Regions from separate parts of the Drosophila melanogaster genome. Here region 2 is linked to region 1. Evidence: chromatin contacts called from public Hi-C data. All regions are on one chromosome and are shown on one strand. The core of a region is the stretch at or near the end of the contact, and the rest is flanking DNA. Distances in the headings are between cores, read along the strand shown.

Region 1 (3,515 bases), core at 907-3,406:
GCTATCGTGTGGCCCTTGAAGTTCTCCCGCAGAACGAGGGCGTCCCGCGCATCTTCTCGCTCCAGCACGGCTCCGATGGCCATTCCTGTTGGCAGGGCTGTAGGCAGATCCTTGAGGGAGTGCACCACAAAGTCAACGCCACCGTTGCGCAGCGCATCCTCGAGGTCGCGGGTGAACAGGCTCTTCTCGCCAATCTTAGGAAGGGAAACGTTCAGCACACGATCGCCAAATGTCGACATGGTGTCTGTAAAATACAATTAGACCGGTTGAAACAACATAGCGTTTTGTATTTATCTTACTAAATATTTAACTTTGATAAGCGATTTCATATTCATTATCGTACACAATTTACTTCTTCTGACCTCAGAAATTGTACCCACTTGAAACGACATCTTAGATCAATAATCTAAGGATGGCGTTTCCATAATTGCAGTTTGTTATGTCATCATCACCTGATAAGGAACCCAGTAGCACGCCAGGTTCTCCACTTTACGACAGCAATCAAGCGAGACATGCAAACGGAATAGGTATATCTCCCCAATTTCCCCTTTCCTAGTTTGGACCCGCAGCGATAATGTCTTTTCCAAATGTTTTGCTTATCGGACCGGGAATAGAATTTGAATAAAAGCGTATATCAAAGAGGGAAATTGCGTGCGAGGCGTTGAGTAAAGCACTTGGCAAATTTTATGTCAATGAAATATGGATAGGGCAAGTGAAATCCAACAATTTCAAATAGATTACGGTGGTGCTAGCCATGATAAAGCCACACCGACTGACTCATCGTGGGTGCTTCCAAATGTATTTCCATAAACTGGCCAATCTTATCGGGTTCAAAGGTACTCAACATGCCTGTGCAAATACAATTTCAACAGATTTCCCATAATGTCGCCAGAAAGTGCGACTCTTATCGAATATTTCACTGCGATCAGAGATAGACCGATCGAATGTCGTATCACTTCATCCAAACAAAAATTCTCACGTAATGTGGTTCAGCCAACAGAATTTATATGGCCAAAACAGTTTGGTAGTTCCAAAGAATAATAATTATCTCTAGTGCTGATTATTTGCCCGCTACTGTATGTTTGTGCGTATGTGTGAGTTGGCATTCCCTAATCTCGGGAGAAACAACAACAGCACAGCCATTGACATTGAGCAAACTTCGGCAAATGGCACGTGAGCGGAAAAGAGATGACGAAAGAGCGAGAGCAATGAATTTAGAGAAGCCGATATGCATAAAGCCGATCGTATGCAATCCCATTTAAACAGTCGCAACATTTGCTATGACCACTATCAGAACGCTAGATAAGCATGGCTCCTGCTGGAATTTCCACAAGTCATGCTTCGTGTAGAGTTTCTAAAGGCCCCTGTGCAGCATGACTGCGCTGTTTACATGTATGTATGTAAGCACTTCCAACTCCCTTTCAGTTTGCTGATCATGAGTTTCCAATTCCCCTTCCAGCCGGTGCCCCAATATTTATCAACCCCGACTTTCACTTACGGATCTCGAATTTCTGCTTGGGATATAGCTTCTGCAGGCGGCCGATGACATGTTTGGTCTGAATCAGAGCGAGCTGAAAAGGGGGAAGGGGGTTAAATTGTTTAATAGAGTGCCTATTATATGCTAAATGCAAATTAACAGAGAGAAGGAGAGAGTAGGGCACTTAGCTCGCAAATAAGTCAAGTAATTTCAAATTGGAATGCCAGCAGCACACAGGTGGCCTTCACTTCGAGCACGATCAAAGGTGGCGGCTCAGTGCAATTAACACAAAAATTATTAAAAGGCCCAGCTTAAAATCAAGTTTTCAAATGGGGTCCATACAAAAACAAGTACAGTGCGGGCTCGACAGAGGAACACATTTGTTTTGTGTATTATTCGTTTTTTCTACTTTCGGTTAATTATGTTGGTTTACTTTGCGAAAGTGCACTGTATTAGTTTGGCCTCTCTCTCTCACCCTCTCTGTCTGCCTCTCTCTTCCTCTCATTCTGCAAAAGTGCGTACTGTTGCTATAGCGAATTGTGTAACAGTAACCAAAAAGCAGAGCAAGTACAACAACTGCAATAACACCACGCGGAGAGCAACAAGTCTTGCATAAGGGAGGGGGAGACGGGAGAGAAAGAGAGAGCCACGAAAATGTGATTGAAATTCAAATGCAGCACTTCCAATTCGAATTCCAAGCGGATGTAGTATGCACATATTTTAGTTCTCGTCGCCTTTAACACACTTACCTCGCTCTTTCGCGATCCAACGCGTATAACCTTTTCCTGCGCCGACATTATAGGCGCTCTAATGTTTTGCTAATAAGTGTTGCACAACAATTGTTTATGCTGGGTTATTTGTTCGTTGTTCCTGTTGTTGTTGCAAAGTGAAAGTGTGTGCGAGAAGGACAGCTTTCGGGGTCACGTTGACAGCCAAAGAAGGAGGAGTGCTGATTAGAAAACCGAGCCCGGATGAACGATAAAAGATGAATGAAAACGTAAATGCACGCACTATTCAAGACACATTTTTGAGTTATTGTCACGTTGGCTTTGTACTAATCAGCAGAAAATCCCAGCCCGAACGATCTTTCCAAATTTTTAGCTGCTGGCCGATACTACGACCGAGCAAAGAGCGAAAAGTGAATGACAAGTGTGACCGCGGGCGAACCGTTAAAATATACGAAGAACGGCTGACAGGGCTGGCGAGTGCATGGGCACAGTTTGTGACTGAAGCCAGAAAAAATACTAAGCGTGACTAAAATTAGTTCAGTGTATAAATGTTAAAAATTACTTAAATATTTTTGACAATATAAGTGAAAGCAATACTTATACCCGCACATCATTTACAGCCCTATTAACATTTTAAGTTGTAAATATCTAAACTACCAAAACGAAATATTTGGTAAATTATGAAGCCCTGACAACTCTGTAGTCGATAGGCAAAAGAGCTCGCGCCATGAGCCTATCGTTCTCAGCTGTTTGGAAGCAAAACAAAGGGGAAGGACTATCAATTGGAAATGTTTCTGGTGAGGAATAATAAGTACTGAAGAAATGCAAAATAATAAAGGGCTGAACGGTCCAGTTCATCAGCCGTCCCACGCGGACGCTGGGCAACCGAATGCAGGCGGTTCGGGAGCGCTTGGGTCCGGACTTAGCTGATCAACTGGACGCTCTGCATCGTAATGTGATGCGGACTGGTCTGGTGTCCACACAGGAGCTGGAGGAGGCATTCCGCAAAACGCGCGACATGGACCACAACCCGAACCGGTTGAATCTGCTCTGGCTGCTGGGCATCGTGTTCTTCATCATGGTGGCCACCCCGGTCTTTTATGAGACCATCTCGTTCCTGCTCGGAGTGCGTTGCTTTCTGCCCAACAACTACTTGGTATGGGAGGCCACCAGGCCCATTAGTGACTGCGAGTTTTGTAAAGGGGTGAGGGCTCCCCTGATCTTGGCCAATCTCACCATGGAGGAGTTTGCACCGCACGCGTACTCCTCAATGCCCATCATTGTGAAGAGGGCGGTGGCTCACTGGCCAG
Region 2 (3,316 bases), core at 148-2,647, 41 kb before region 1:
CAACATCAAAAGGCAATTATGCGCCCTGAATCCGCTGAGTGGGTGAGCAGTGAAAAATGTTAATGGCAAAAAAGCGAATGAAAAGCGAGCAGAATTCGCACGGTAATGGAAATGAAAATGGAAATGGCTTGACAAGCCTTTTGTTCTCGCGTTTTTCTCTGGGGGACGCAAAGACAAATAAACAGCAGATTGCCAAGGAAGGAAGACAGGAAGGAAGGAAGAAAGGAAGTAACCAGTTGGGGGGAACGCACCAAGAACCAAGAGGAATGTTCTAAAACGAGACAGCTCAAATTGGTGCTTAAATAGTTCTTACTTAAGCAAACAAGCTAAAGATCTCATCACAGAATGAATATCATGGGTAAATGGGTTTATTTTACCACTTTTCTCTGGGGAAACAAAAATGCAAACTCTGCCTTAAGATCCATTTCCCAAGGAACGTGCCCAGGGCTTTTCCAATAAATATTTGCATTCGTTTTCTCATTATTATGATTTCACCGCTGGTCGAGCGGTTTTCCCAAGCTAATGTGCGATCCATTTTTCGTGCGACTTTCCACGAGCCGAGAAAATCGCGCTCATAAAGGAAAAAGCGGCGTCATTAATGGGTTCAATAGCAGCGCAAAGTTGGTGCGAATTTCCCCCTGGCCGCCACTTTGGAGCTCAATGAACTGGACCCTGCCCCGCCCCGATTATCACATTTCGATTAGCAACGACTTCGGCTCCAAGACGGAGACGAGCTGACCTGCCAACTGGCGTTCATAACCACATTAGCACCGCTGGCGCTGCCCTCGACCCGTCGATGACCCACCTGCCGCCACGCCCCTCGCTCTCCGCCCCTTTGGGTAGATATATGTACATATATATATCGCCGATCTACATTCGCTTCCTCAACGTTCACCAACATTGTTGCCGCAGTCGGTGGGCCCGTTCCGCCCCCTTTGCCGCCTCTTCTTCTGTGGACAAAAGCGCGGCGCCTACCTTTACCGCTCCCTCTCTGCCCCCTGCTCATCTGCCCCTTCCCCTTTTGCTCCCCTTTTCTTGGCGTGGTAATTATTCGCGCTCAGGTGAGTACGCGAGTCTGCAAAGCGTAACTTGTAGCTTGTAGATACATTCACGTATCTCTTCGCACGCATCTACATATGGAAAACTGTGGGCATGGGCCGAGGTTGGAAACTGTGAAATGCGCTAGAGATGGGCAATTGCACAAGCATTCCAACTTGAGAAACTCAACTTTAAGTAAACGGTGCACCGAACAGTACTAACAAAGTATCAATCTAATATTCTATGAAATATTTCTATACTTTGCTGAATAATGCTTGGCATTTCCTGTTGATATAAACTTGAAAAACTTATCTAAGCTCGTGAGTCACGCGACCATCGCTGCGGTAGATGGACAAAAGTTAATCACCGTTGCCGTTTAGCTCAGTGAGCTTGTTGTTGGGGATCTCGTCTGGGAGCTGGAGCCACATATGCTATATGGTGTAGCTGTTGGCTCGCATAGTTTACATTTTATAAGTTAATTGAGTTAACTGTGCAACGCTCTCACTTTGTGGTCATTTGCAGATGCAGATTGGTCGGGTATCCGCCAGATATACGCTACGATTGCATCTATCTATCTATATAGCTATCTATCTATCGGATGCAGCGCTGATCATCGGGAGCAACTATCATCTATGGGTGGTCAGTCCACAGGCCCTTGGCGAGAACCGTTTTAATTATAAATACTTTCTCGCCTTTTTGTCGGCGTTTGTAAATCTGCATAATTCGTGTTGTGGTTGCAGCCATTAAAATTAAATAAAACCCGAAGGAAAAAAAATGCAAAACAAGCGGCGACCAACAATTTCTGCTGTTTAATTGCCAGAATATTTGATTTCACATACATATATAAGCGTTTTCTATGTTTTTTTTCTTATTGTGCTATTTGTCGGGCATTTTTGTGTTTTTCTCGATTTTGGTTTTTCAGCTTTGGTGATTTTATTTTCCTTTTTTTTTTCACATTGCGTCAATGCAAAATAATAACCCAAATAGCTGTGATAACTCTTTGTAAACGATTTGCATTCGGTTTGTCCGTGATTTTTGCTTAATTCTATCATAAATACTACATGACAACGGTGCGATGCATTGGATCAAATGGTTTCGGCTGAAACATACTCTATTTAACAAAAAAAAATATTGATAAAGAATATAATCGAAAAATCAAACATCGGTGTGATTTTTTAGCTACGTATATTTAGTGCGCTTCCTTTGAAACTAAATTGAAATTGAAATATGTCGCAAAGTTTCAATTAGCTGAGATCTGATTAATTACATTGCTAAACACAATCTTCCGCTTTTAAATATTTATCACATGAGAGTCACACTTTTTGCAAGTGCAAATCGCGTATACAAATTGTGTCAATGGCTCGGCTTTGATAGTTGTCGACCAACTTCAATTGCTGACGTCAAAGACTTTGGCCCACGTTTCGTGTGAAACTCGTTTGGGACACCTCACCCCTTCCCTCTATGGGCCACCAATCGATGGGGACTTCAGGTGTTCGCATTGCGTGGGCCTGACTCACTCAACAGAACCCCTCACCTCAACGCAATTCGAATTGGTTTGGGTTCCGTTCTCTAGAGAATGTGACCCTGGCTGGGTTCCGTTTCACTTTTCGCCAGATTTTGTAAATTTTCAATCTCTTTTATTTGGCTGCTCTTATTAAAAGCATTTGTTGAGACCGCTTAGTGTCGATTCACACGTCAGATGCATGCCTACAGTGCTCACTCGCTAAGTGGGATCACTATTATACATACACCTGTGCTATCGATTGTTACAAATGAATAGTGTGTAATTTAGAGTTCATATACTTTATATACTGAATAATCTGAATTTTTGTTTGATTAATTTGTATTTATAATAATTTGTAGCACTGTATGTGTATTTGTATCTGTATCTATGGGATGCATTCTTAGCATGTTTGTTTGTGGTTTGCACTGCAGTTTTCGCAATCGTTTGCCTTTGTTTTTGTTTATCGCCAATCCGCGAATCTTTGCTGTCTTATCTTCTTCGGTTGCTCTTCTTTCGTTGTTTTTTTCAGCTCTCTCTTTCTTTTGTTTCATTTTCACCTCTTTCGAAGCACATTGATGAATGAAAAGCGTTGGTGAGAGTGGTGGTGAAGACAGGTGAAAGGGGGGAAAAACGCAAATCGCCGATAAGCGATGAGTATGCGGAGTTCCCTTGGTGGCTGCACTTTTTAGCTTGTGATTCATATTCCGCTGTTGCAATTGCATTTGTATTTGCACATTGCGCTGGTTAGGCACTTTTCCGGCCGAAATACCACCC

Evidence for each region. A called contact is a pair of places that touch in the nucleus more often than the background predicts.
Region 2: a contact with region 1 is called in a Hi-C map of the Kc167 cell line, with 3 times the contacts expected there. A contact is called at or near these places in 4 of 107 Hi-C or Micro-C datasets (the Clone 8 cell line, the Kc167 cell line, the ML-DmBG3-c2 cell line and 1 more) and 1 of 7 datasets of targeted methods (the S2 cell line).

The regions. Positions count from the first base shown.
Region 1 is chr3L:1,334,000-1,337,514 of dm6, reverse strand. It overlaps CG2211, which reads left to right and starts at 2,156. Exons shown (of 4, transcript NM_138258.3): 1 at 2,156-2,474; 2 at 2,543-3,002; 3 at 3,059-3,515. The coding sequence starts at 2,994. It overlaps Hmbs (Hydroxymethylbilane synthase), which reads right to left and starts at 2,626. Exons shown (of 4, transcript NM_138259.3): 1 at 2,227-2,626; 2 at 1,499-1,571; 3 at 1-244. The coding sequence starts at 2,274.
Region 2 is chr3L:1,374,157-1,377,472 of dm6, reverse strand. All of the region lies in intron 3 of Ptp61F (Protein tyrosine phosphatase 61F), which reads left to right. All of the region lies in intron 1 of ru (roughoid), which reads right to left. Among named protein-coding and RNA genes, the nearest start is that of tRNA:Glu-CTC-3-1, 4.1 kb to the left of the region's middle.